3 separate regions of the Mus musculus genome follow, and regions 2 and 3 are each linked to region 1. The links are chromatin contacts, called in public HiChIP or PLAC-seq maps. All regions are on one chromosome and are shown on one strand. The core of a region is the stretch at or near the end of the contact, and the rest is flanking DNA. Distances in the headings are between cores, read along the strand shown.

Region 1 (2,700 bases), core at 198-2,697:
TAGAGGAGTTTTCTTTTATTATCTGATTTTGGAACCTCTTGAATGTTGAATGAAATGACCCATTTTCATATTTTCTCGATCAGGTGGACAATATCGAAAACTATGGCCATAATCATAATTAAAGACATATCCTAGTTTTCAAAAATATACTCTTAACAGTTGCTTATATTCCTTTCCCATCATTCCTACTTATGTTTATATTGTTGGGGTCATATTATTTAAATACTTAAGCATGTTTCTTCTGTTGTTGTTGTTAGGGAAGTCCAGGTTTTTGTAGAAACTTTAGCAGTTACGGAGAATAGACAAAAATCTGGACAAAATGTAAATTGTTTAAAGTTACTTTAGTTGCCAACTGTGAACATTTTGTTATATTTTATTGCAGTAATTATATTTTATATCTTAAGACGGAACTGGGATCAAAAGAAGGCAGAAGTGTTTGGGGGAACACTGGCTGGGAGACTATCAGGATGCCTGACCGTCAGTCCGGTGGGTCAGCACCGTCCTTCGTGGACAGAGGTAGAGAGAAAGAGAAGTTCCTTTTAAAGATTACTTGCTTCATATTCTAGGCGACCAGTCCTTGCCCCAACTTCAAGTTATCCTGCTGAGGTCCACCTTTGCCTACTCAAACTCCTGCCCTCATCTTCGGCAAGGACTGAAGGTGGTTGTCACTTTCAAGGCTCCAGAGGATTTCTAACTTGAACCATAGGCAGAGTAGCTCGCTGAGGGACACTCCAAGCATGTTCCTTATGGATGAGTGGCCACCAGCACAGTCCCAGTCTTCAGAGGCCGGCCCTTCCTGGTCCTCCGGCGTTTGCCATTACACGTCAAGCCTCCGGTTCTGAGATCCCCGGTTCTGCCTTCAGAGAGACATAGCTCTTGCGGTCCGAGTCCAAGTCCTGCCTCTTGGGAGATCCCGGCGGGTCTCTGTGGCAGCTGCCTCGGGTGGCCAAAGTAATCACTCACTTTCGATTTTTGAGACAGGAGAAATGTGTCCCATCTCGCTAGCCCTACGAAAAGTCTGGCGTGGACCGTACCATTGTGTAGCGTGCCGGAGGGGGGGAGGGCTCAGGTACAGCTCCCGGCTCCCCAGCGAGCAGCCGTGCCGCCCAAGAAACCGACGTTCAGTGACCTCACGTCACTATCACATTGTCCCTGGGAGCCGGCCTCCAAGGCAGAATCGACAATCGGCTAGAGCTGGGCGGCTGGATTTGCCGCTCACCCCCCGCGGCTCTCCCCCGACCCGCCTGCTGCCCACGTGCGTCCGCCCCGGCGAGCTCCTTCGGGCCCCCAGCCGGGTGACAGTGTTACGCATCTGGAAGCGCCACTCCCGGGGCGGGGCGGGGCGGGGCGAGCGTGTGCGGGGAGGGGAGGGGCGAGCGCGAGCGGAGCCGGGAGCAGCCGAGCGGAGTCGAGCCGAGCCGAGCCGAGCCGAGCTGAGAGGTGCTGGGGAGAGGCAGGCAGAGCCTGCCGGCGGCTCCGCACCCATCGTGCTGCGTTTCCCAGCTCGGTGTCCCCCTGCCTTTGCCCAGGCACCGGCAAAACTTTTATTGTTTCGGGGACCCCCCCTGGATGTGTGACGAAATCGCAACGCTCCGCTGTCTCGTCCCCCAAGCTCGCCTGCAGCGGCGATCGAGGGAACGTGCAACCCTCGCCGCCGGGCTCTTGCGCCCTGCGCTTCCTCACCTGCCGATCGCTCCCGGGAACCGCGAGGGGGGACCCCTAAAGGGACCGCGCGGGCATCGGCACCCCGAAATCCTCTTCACCGTTGCGGACCGGCTCGGCGCAACTTTAACTTGATTCCTGTCGCCCACCCGGGGCACCCGCGGCGGCCGCCGCCGCCGCCGTCGCTGCGGTCTCACAAAGAGCGCGGGGAGGGAAGGCGGCGCAGGCGGCAGGCACGGGCCTTCGGGCTGCCCAGACAAAAGGGAAACTGCCATCGTTCTGGACGACTGTTCCGAGCGGCCGTGGGTTCGTTCACCCTGTCGGCCCGGGCTGCCTCTCCGCCTTGGTCCCCGCGGGCAGTGCCCGCAGTACTCGGACCCCGCGAGTTGCGGGGCACGCGTCGCTGCTGCTGGTCCGGGCTCTAGGGATAATAAATGATAGAGGATACAATGACTTTGCTGTCTCTGCTGGGTCGCATCATGCGCTACTTCTTACTGAGACCCGAGACGCTTTTCCTGCTGTGCATCAGCTTGGCTCTCTGGAGTTACTTCTTCCACACGGACGAAGTGAAGACCATCGTTAAGTCTAGCCGGGACGCGGTGAAGATGGTGAAGGGCAAGGTGGCCGAGATTATGCAGAACGATCGTCTTGGAGGACTTGATGTGCTGGAGGCCGAGTTTTCCAAGACCTGGGAATTCAAGAGCCATAATGTGGCGGTGTACTCCATCCAGGGCCGGAGAGACCACATGGAAGATCGCTTCGAAGTTCTCACCGATCTAGCCAACAAGACGCACCCGTCCATCTTCGGAATCTTTGATGGGCACGGCGGCGAGGTAGGAGTTCTCTGGGTCTATGTGTGTGTAAATAACCGGGCGTCTCGTGCTTGGCGGGGTCGGATCGGGGTGAGAGGGGCGTGGTAATGACCTGGTGATGACAAGGTGAGTCAAGTTCCCAAGACCCTGCCAAGGAGATCTTGGGTATGAGAGCGTTCACTTTAGCTGAGAGACACGAGAGACACTGGATATTCCGTGCCATTTT
Region 2 (2,700 bases), core at 98-2,597, 150 kb after region 1:
AAATTGATCCTTAACAGTAACGTTTGTAACCTGTCATTTCCATGCTGGCTGTAATGCGTTTAGGAAATGATTCTTTGCATGCACGTATTACTGCAAAAATAATCTGCCGTGACTGGAAGCAGAGGACCAAGTCCTTAACTTCATCATCTCAGGAAGTCCTCAGATCTGTGCCTTAATGAGATAAAAATGATGCTACCCTGTTTTTAGAGGACCCTGAGGTTTAGTTACACCAGCCAACTTCTGTAGTAACCTCAAATGTAATTATCAGTGAAAGAGAAGCAGGCACTTGAGAGGAGGAAATGACTTACACAGAGGTGTCTGCTCCTGGGTTGAACAGTTGTTTCCGGGGAGAGAAGACAGAACCCACTCAGACCGTCCACTGCCCTTTTCTGGGGAGGGGAGGGGGCTTAGAAACACATGTCCTGTATCAAGGACCTCTGAGGCAAGGCCTTGACTGAGAGTCTCGTCCACTGTCATATCTGGTCCTATTCTCTCATGCATCCTTGTTTCTTTTCTCTGCAGATGCATAACTCACACAGACACCCCCCCCCCCCATTGCTAGGGGTGTGAGAGGTAGGTCCAGTCAAGGAACTGCCACCAGATGTCATTCTGACCTTAAATGGGGTCATCATGATAGCAGTCTCTTGAGCCCCCCCCCCCCCCAACTTGCACAGCTTATTACAGATGTAGGGCCTGGGTTGGTGGAGGGAGTTCCTTAAGGCGGCAAAGCACTTATGCTTGTTTTCATTTCAGATATAATCCAAGGAGCTTGGTATAGCCCTATAAATAATCATAGATGCTCCCAGGATGCCTCATAGCACATAGTATGTCTGCAAATGAACCAAGAAATCAAGAACCATTAGGTATTCTACCTAAGGTCAGCGGTGTGCAAATAGACACTCTGACGGCTGACAAGGGGACCAGGGACTTTTTGCTGTATCTCTGCTTTGCCTGAAGCTCTGTGTACAAGGAACACCCCATGACTGAAAGCAAAGATAAGAGCCCCTAGCCTGTGCTACTTTAATACAGCAAGTTGGCAGAGACCCCTAATCAAAGCTGGGCTGTGTTATCTCTTCTATCCAGAAGCGCTCTCAAGGAAGTAATGTTGGGGAAGCAAAGGAATTTCTACTTGTGCCTTTGAAGTTGTATGGTCTGCTGTGGCTGGTGTTAAGTCGTGCTTTGAGGGGTTTAAAAGCAGGGAGCAGCCATAGAGTGAGAATATAAGGCAACTGTTTGTGTAGCTGTGTTCAAGGCCTAAATTTAGCTTCTGTAAGATATTTGTTAACCTCCTTTCTGTAAGGTACCCTCCATCTGCTGCCTGCTCCCTCCCCCCCCCCCCCCCCCCGCTTGCCACCAGCCTCCCTTCGTGGCTGTCTGACGTCCTTCTTTACATTGTAACTGTGGCTATGGTCCAATGCCAATGACTCTGCATGGCAAATTAGAGACAAACCTTTTGGCAGTGAAACCCTTACAAGCTATATGGTTTGTTTTTTATGCCAAAAAATATTTTGGGGTTTGTGGCATCTGTTATTTCTATCATGTATATGTTAGTGATTAGCATGTCTGTAAGAAAAGCTATTTGCCTGTCTCCCCCTATAGCCAGTCAAACGAAACCAGTCACTGATGGTCAGTTTTAATTGGGGATTATGTGAATTTATTATGCTAATTTCCTTTTTTGTAGGTTACCATGGGGATCAGGGGGTTTGTTCGGTTTAGGGCTCACAGACAAGGAGCAGTAGTGTAAGCGGAATGAGTGTCAGGCACGTACTAGATAGTAGTACCCAGTGAGGGCATATGGAACGGATTAAACAGGAGGATGGAGTGGCTCTTGTGAGGATCCAGCTCATGACCTGCTGTGCAGTCATCTAATCCATGTCCTCTCTGAGGACAGCAAATGAATTACATCCCTGACCCAGACAATCCTTTAAAAGAGAGATTCAGGGCCAAGGAGATGGTTGACCTGGTAAAGGTGCTGTCTGCCTAACCTCACAACCCGAGGCCCGACCCTGGAGCCCACATGGAGGAAGGGCTCCACAGCGTGTCCTCACCTCCATATGCATGCGCGCATACACTATGTAAATAGTATAAACTAGCAATTTAGAGCATTAGAAGTGGCACAGATTGCAGTTAGATAGATGATCAGGGCTCCAGGGCCAGAGACGCACTTCCAGTTTGTATGACTTTGGTTGTGTTACTTGCTTTTTATCCTCTGTGGTAGGACCATGGGTGTAGCCAGGCTCACTACTATTCTGCCCGACACCCTTCTTCACGTCAGACAACAGATCACTTACTCTCCTGAACGAAGGACTGGTGCACTGGCATCTCACCCCGTTGGGTAGAGCTTGGTTCAGGAGATATGACTAGATGAAGCAGGGCCAACTAGAGACTCTCTGTGGTGTTCCTTCAGACCAAACCTGACTGGTGTTGAGGACCTGAATCTGACTCTGAGAGGCTGGTCCTCATCGTCTTCTCCCGTTGTTGAAAAGGAAAGACATATAAAGGACAGTGACACTGTGTTTTGATGATTGTGACCTTTCCAAGATGGGAACTTAATCCCCAACATAGCAGTCCTAGGGACTTTAGGGGGTGATGTAGTCTTGAGGGCAGAGCCCTCACAAATGGGTTTAGTGAACTTCGAAGAGCTGAAGGCAAATAGCTAGGCCTCTTTTGTCCCTCTGTCATGGTTGCCTTGTGTGGATA
Region 3 (2,700 bases), core at 126-2,625, 190 kb after region 1:
CTTCATATCCAGGTCACCACAGGATACAGATGAAGATAAGAAAACAACACGTGACTGTAGGACTGGTTTAGGGTTGTTATTTGATAAAAACGTGGCCTTCGAAACAAAAGATACAGATTCTGTTCCTAACTCTGCTGCCAAGCAGATATATGGCTTCAAGTAACTACACCTTCATAAAGGCCACTTGCCTATAGATGGACGGCATGAATATAGTCTCATGGACACCGTCTAAGTCCGACATGATTTCTCTGGTCTCCTCAGACTGCAGAGTTTGGGTAGCGGTATGTTCTGAGGCTGCATGTGACTCGAGCTTTCTGTTTGCCCTCTTGCCTCTCCCTGCCGCTGTCATTTGTGCTGAATAACTGAGTAAAAGGTGACATTTCCTCATGGTGTCTCCTCAGTGTTTGCCCATGAAAATGCAGATGATTGGTGATGGACAGGAAGTGACCCTGGCTGCAAGTAGTACCGATTGGGGGTGTGGACAGGTGAAGGCGGGAGGATCGGAAGGCCAGCCTGGACTACTAGAGACTGTCTCAAAACAGCAAATCAAATACTGCAAGCCTCTAAGCTTTTGAAAGAAAATGTCCTGAGCTCCGTCATTGGTGGGCGCTCACTAAGGTGGTTTAGACTCTTTCATTAGCATTTGTCAATGCTAAGCAAAATGCAGACTAGGAAGTGAGGTGTGGTTTATATTTAATCTAATGCTGTGTTTATTTAAGTCAGAGCACACATCCAAGTTAGCGTAGAGAGATTTCCAAGGAAGCAATGACATTATCTGTGAAAACAATTGAAACAGCATTTCCGACAATCTGAGAAAGCAGTCGGTCTGCTGCTGCTCCTTACCACAACAGTCAGGGCAGAGAACCTTTCTGCATATTGTTTATTTCTATGCTTTATGTATTTATGTTGATTGCTTTATTGTGATTTATGTTTATTTACTATGATTTATTCTCTATGTCCCTGTATGTGACCTTACATTCTGTTTTTAATTGTCCTGTGTGCTTGTGCATGAATAAATAACCTATGGCTCTTTGCTAAAAAGATACATTAGTATGGCTTTGAGTGGGAGGGATGGTGGGGAGAGCAGACCCATTTCTACTTGAGAGTTACTGAGCCTGTGGCCCTAAGCCTTGGGGCCAGAGTCTGGAAACAGGAACAGAGATGACTTCTTATCCTTCATGCCTGCAGGATGCCATCTTGTCCCAGGTTACCTTGAGACAGTTTCCCAGACTGCTGCTTAGATCTGCATTTCTGGGCTCTGTTCTCAGACCAGCAAGGACCATTATTTCTATTCTTAGTAGATCACTAGCAAGGCAGCCTCGCAGTGAGCCCAAGGATCAGCTGCGGAGCTAAGGGAGTCACGTGGTGCAGGCCAGGCAAGGCAAGAGTTGAGCAGGCTGTGAATTGTGTTAACCTGAGCCCTCTGGTACACCCGGGACCTGCAGATCCATTTCCAGGCAGTCACTCAGCTTCCGCCTGGGAGGTGAGGACAAAGCAGCCACAATGTTTCAGCGATTCTGGATGGAGCTGAGAGCTGACCTGAAGTGAAATTACAGAGAAGTCTCATCAAACACTGGTGTGATTTTTAGAGAAATAGCTTTTAAAGGGGGAGGAGAAATGTGCTGTTAGCAATTTAGAAAGTCGCTGAAGGGTCCCCCCCTGTTGAGACTACTTTACTCCCTTTGAAATGGATGATACCTGAGAGTTCCTTCCCTGGTTTAATTGAGCCATTAGTGTCAGAATTATCAGTTGTCCAAAACGGAAAGCCATTTACTGTCACGGGAAGGAACTGACTGCACTTCCAGAAAACCAGACTCAGGAGAGTGGGAATTATTTAGGGCCTTCCAGGTTTTCTCTCAGAGCATTTTAGAGAGTGCAGTAGCATCCCTTCACGGGAAGTTTTTCCCTCTGACAGACTGGCTTTCTCCATGTGTTTCTCAAACAGCTCCTAAGGGAGGGGGAAACCATAAGGCTTCCTTACTTTTATCTTCCATCAATCTGTCTCTGAGTTTAAAAGCTTTCTTCTCCTCAACTTGCTGACAGGAACTAGGGGACCTGGAAGGAAAAGAAAAACGGAGACCCATAGGGGATGCTCAGACCTGACTGTACATGTGTTACCAGCTTCTGATTGTCTGTCAGTGATTTAAAATCTGATTTATTTTCCTATTTATGATACACTTGGGTACTATTTTTCAGTCAGGCTAGCTGTACTACTAGGAACATTCAGAGGACCATGTGGCCCTTCATTCAGGAGATAGAGTATTTGCCTGTGTGTGTGTGTGTGTGTGTGTGTGTGTGCGCGCGCGCGCATGCATACGCATGTGTACATGCATGCATGTGTGAGTGTGTATTTGTGTGTATGTATGTGAGTGTATATGTGTGTGCACTCAGGGTATAGAGTATTTGCCTGTGTGTGTGTGTGTGAGTGTGCATGTGTGTGAGTTTGTGTGTGAGTGTGCATGTGCCCTCACATGTACGATTTTCTATGATTGTGGCAGTAGGATGCCCCAGAACACCAGCTGGAAGAAACAGACAACTAAGAGAGTAGAACTCTGGAGGCCAGTAGATGGGCAGAGGAAGACGAAATTAATCAGAAAATCATGAGAACCCATAAGTCTTTTGAACTGGTCAGCCTGAACCCTGGTGTAGGCTGCATCTTATAGTGGGCTTTGAGCCCTACTTGCATCCTCTTCGCTTCTG

The links. HiChIP or PLAC-seq counts read pairs in DNA pulled down with a chosen protein or histone mark.
Region 2: an H3K4me3 HiChIP or PLAC-seq map of embryonic forebrain shows a contact between it and region 1, with 4 times the contacts expected there. The contact joins the enhancer-like site here to the promoter of Ppm1l in region 1. A contact is called at or near these places in 9 of 39 promoter capture datasets (3T3-L1-derived adipocytes, the HPC-7 cell line, HPC-7-derived erythroid cells and 7 more), 1 of 15 datasets of contacts at CTCF or cohesin (the NIH/3T3 cell line), 23 of 484 Hi-C or Micro-C datasets (CD8 T cells, the G1E-ER4 cell line, the HPC-7 cell line and 14 more), 23 of 115 datasets of contacts at active chromatin or transcription factors (the HPC-7 cell line, the NIH/3T3 cell line, SST interneurons and 19 more) and 2 of 9 other capture datasets (adipose tissue and pancreatic islet).
Region 3: a contact with region 1 is called in an H3K4me3 HiChIP or PLAC-seq map of embryonic limb bud, with 2.5 times the contacts expected there. The contact joins the enhancer-like site here to the promoter of Ppm1l in region 1. A contact is called at or near these places in 7 of 39 promoter capture datasets (3T3-L1-derived adipocytes, cranial neural crest, embryonic stem cells and 3 more), 3 of 484 Hi-C or Micro-C datasets (the N1E-115 cell line, cerebral cortex and muscle stem cells), 12 of 115 datasets of contacts at active chromatin or transcription factors (cardiomyocytes, craniofacial prominence, embryonic forebrain and 8 more) and 3 of 9 other capture datasets (adipose tissue, macrophages and pancreatic islet).

Annotation. Positions count from the first base shown.
Region 1 is chr3:69,315,471-69,318,170 of GRCm38.p6, forward strand. Ppm1l (protein phosphatase 1 (formerly 2C)-like) reads left to right here and starts at 1,448. Exons shown (of 4, transcript NM_178726.3): 1 at 1,448-2,495. The coding sequence starts at 2,097.
Region 2 is chr3:69,468,569-69,471,268 of GRCm38.p6, forward strand. The region is part of intron 1 of Ppm1l (protein phosphatase 1 (formerly 2C)-like); the gene reads left to right. Among named protein-coding and RNA genes, the nearest start is that of Gm52607, 7.8 kb to the left of the region's middle. Within about 2 kb of position 1,348, at least 50 of the 459 cell types and tissues checked have an H3K27ac peak or open chromatin away from gene starts, as enhancers often do. A contact at or near this core is called in CD8 T cells, the G1E-ER4 cell line, the HPC-7 cell line and 5 more, where this site is marked.
Region 3 is chr3:69,500,821-69,503,520 of GRCm38.p6, forward strand. The region is part of intron 2 of Ppm1l (protein phosphatase 1 (formerly 2C)-like); the gene reads left to right. Among named protein-coding and RNA genes, the nearest start is that of Gm52607, 40 kb to the left of the region's middle. Within about 2 kb of position 1,376, at least 26 of the 459 cell types and tissues checked have an H3K27ac peak or open chromatin away from gene starts, as enhancers often do. A contact at or near this core is called in craniofacial prominence, embryonic limb bud, pancreatic islet and 1 more, where this site is marked.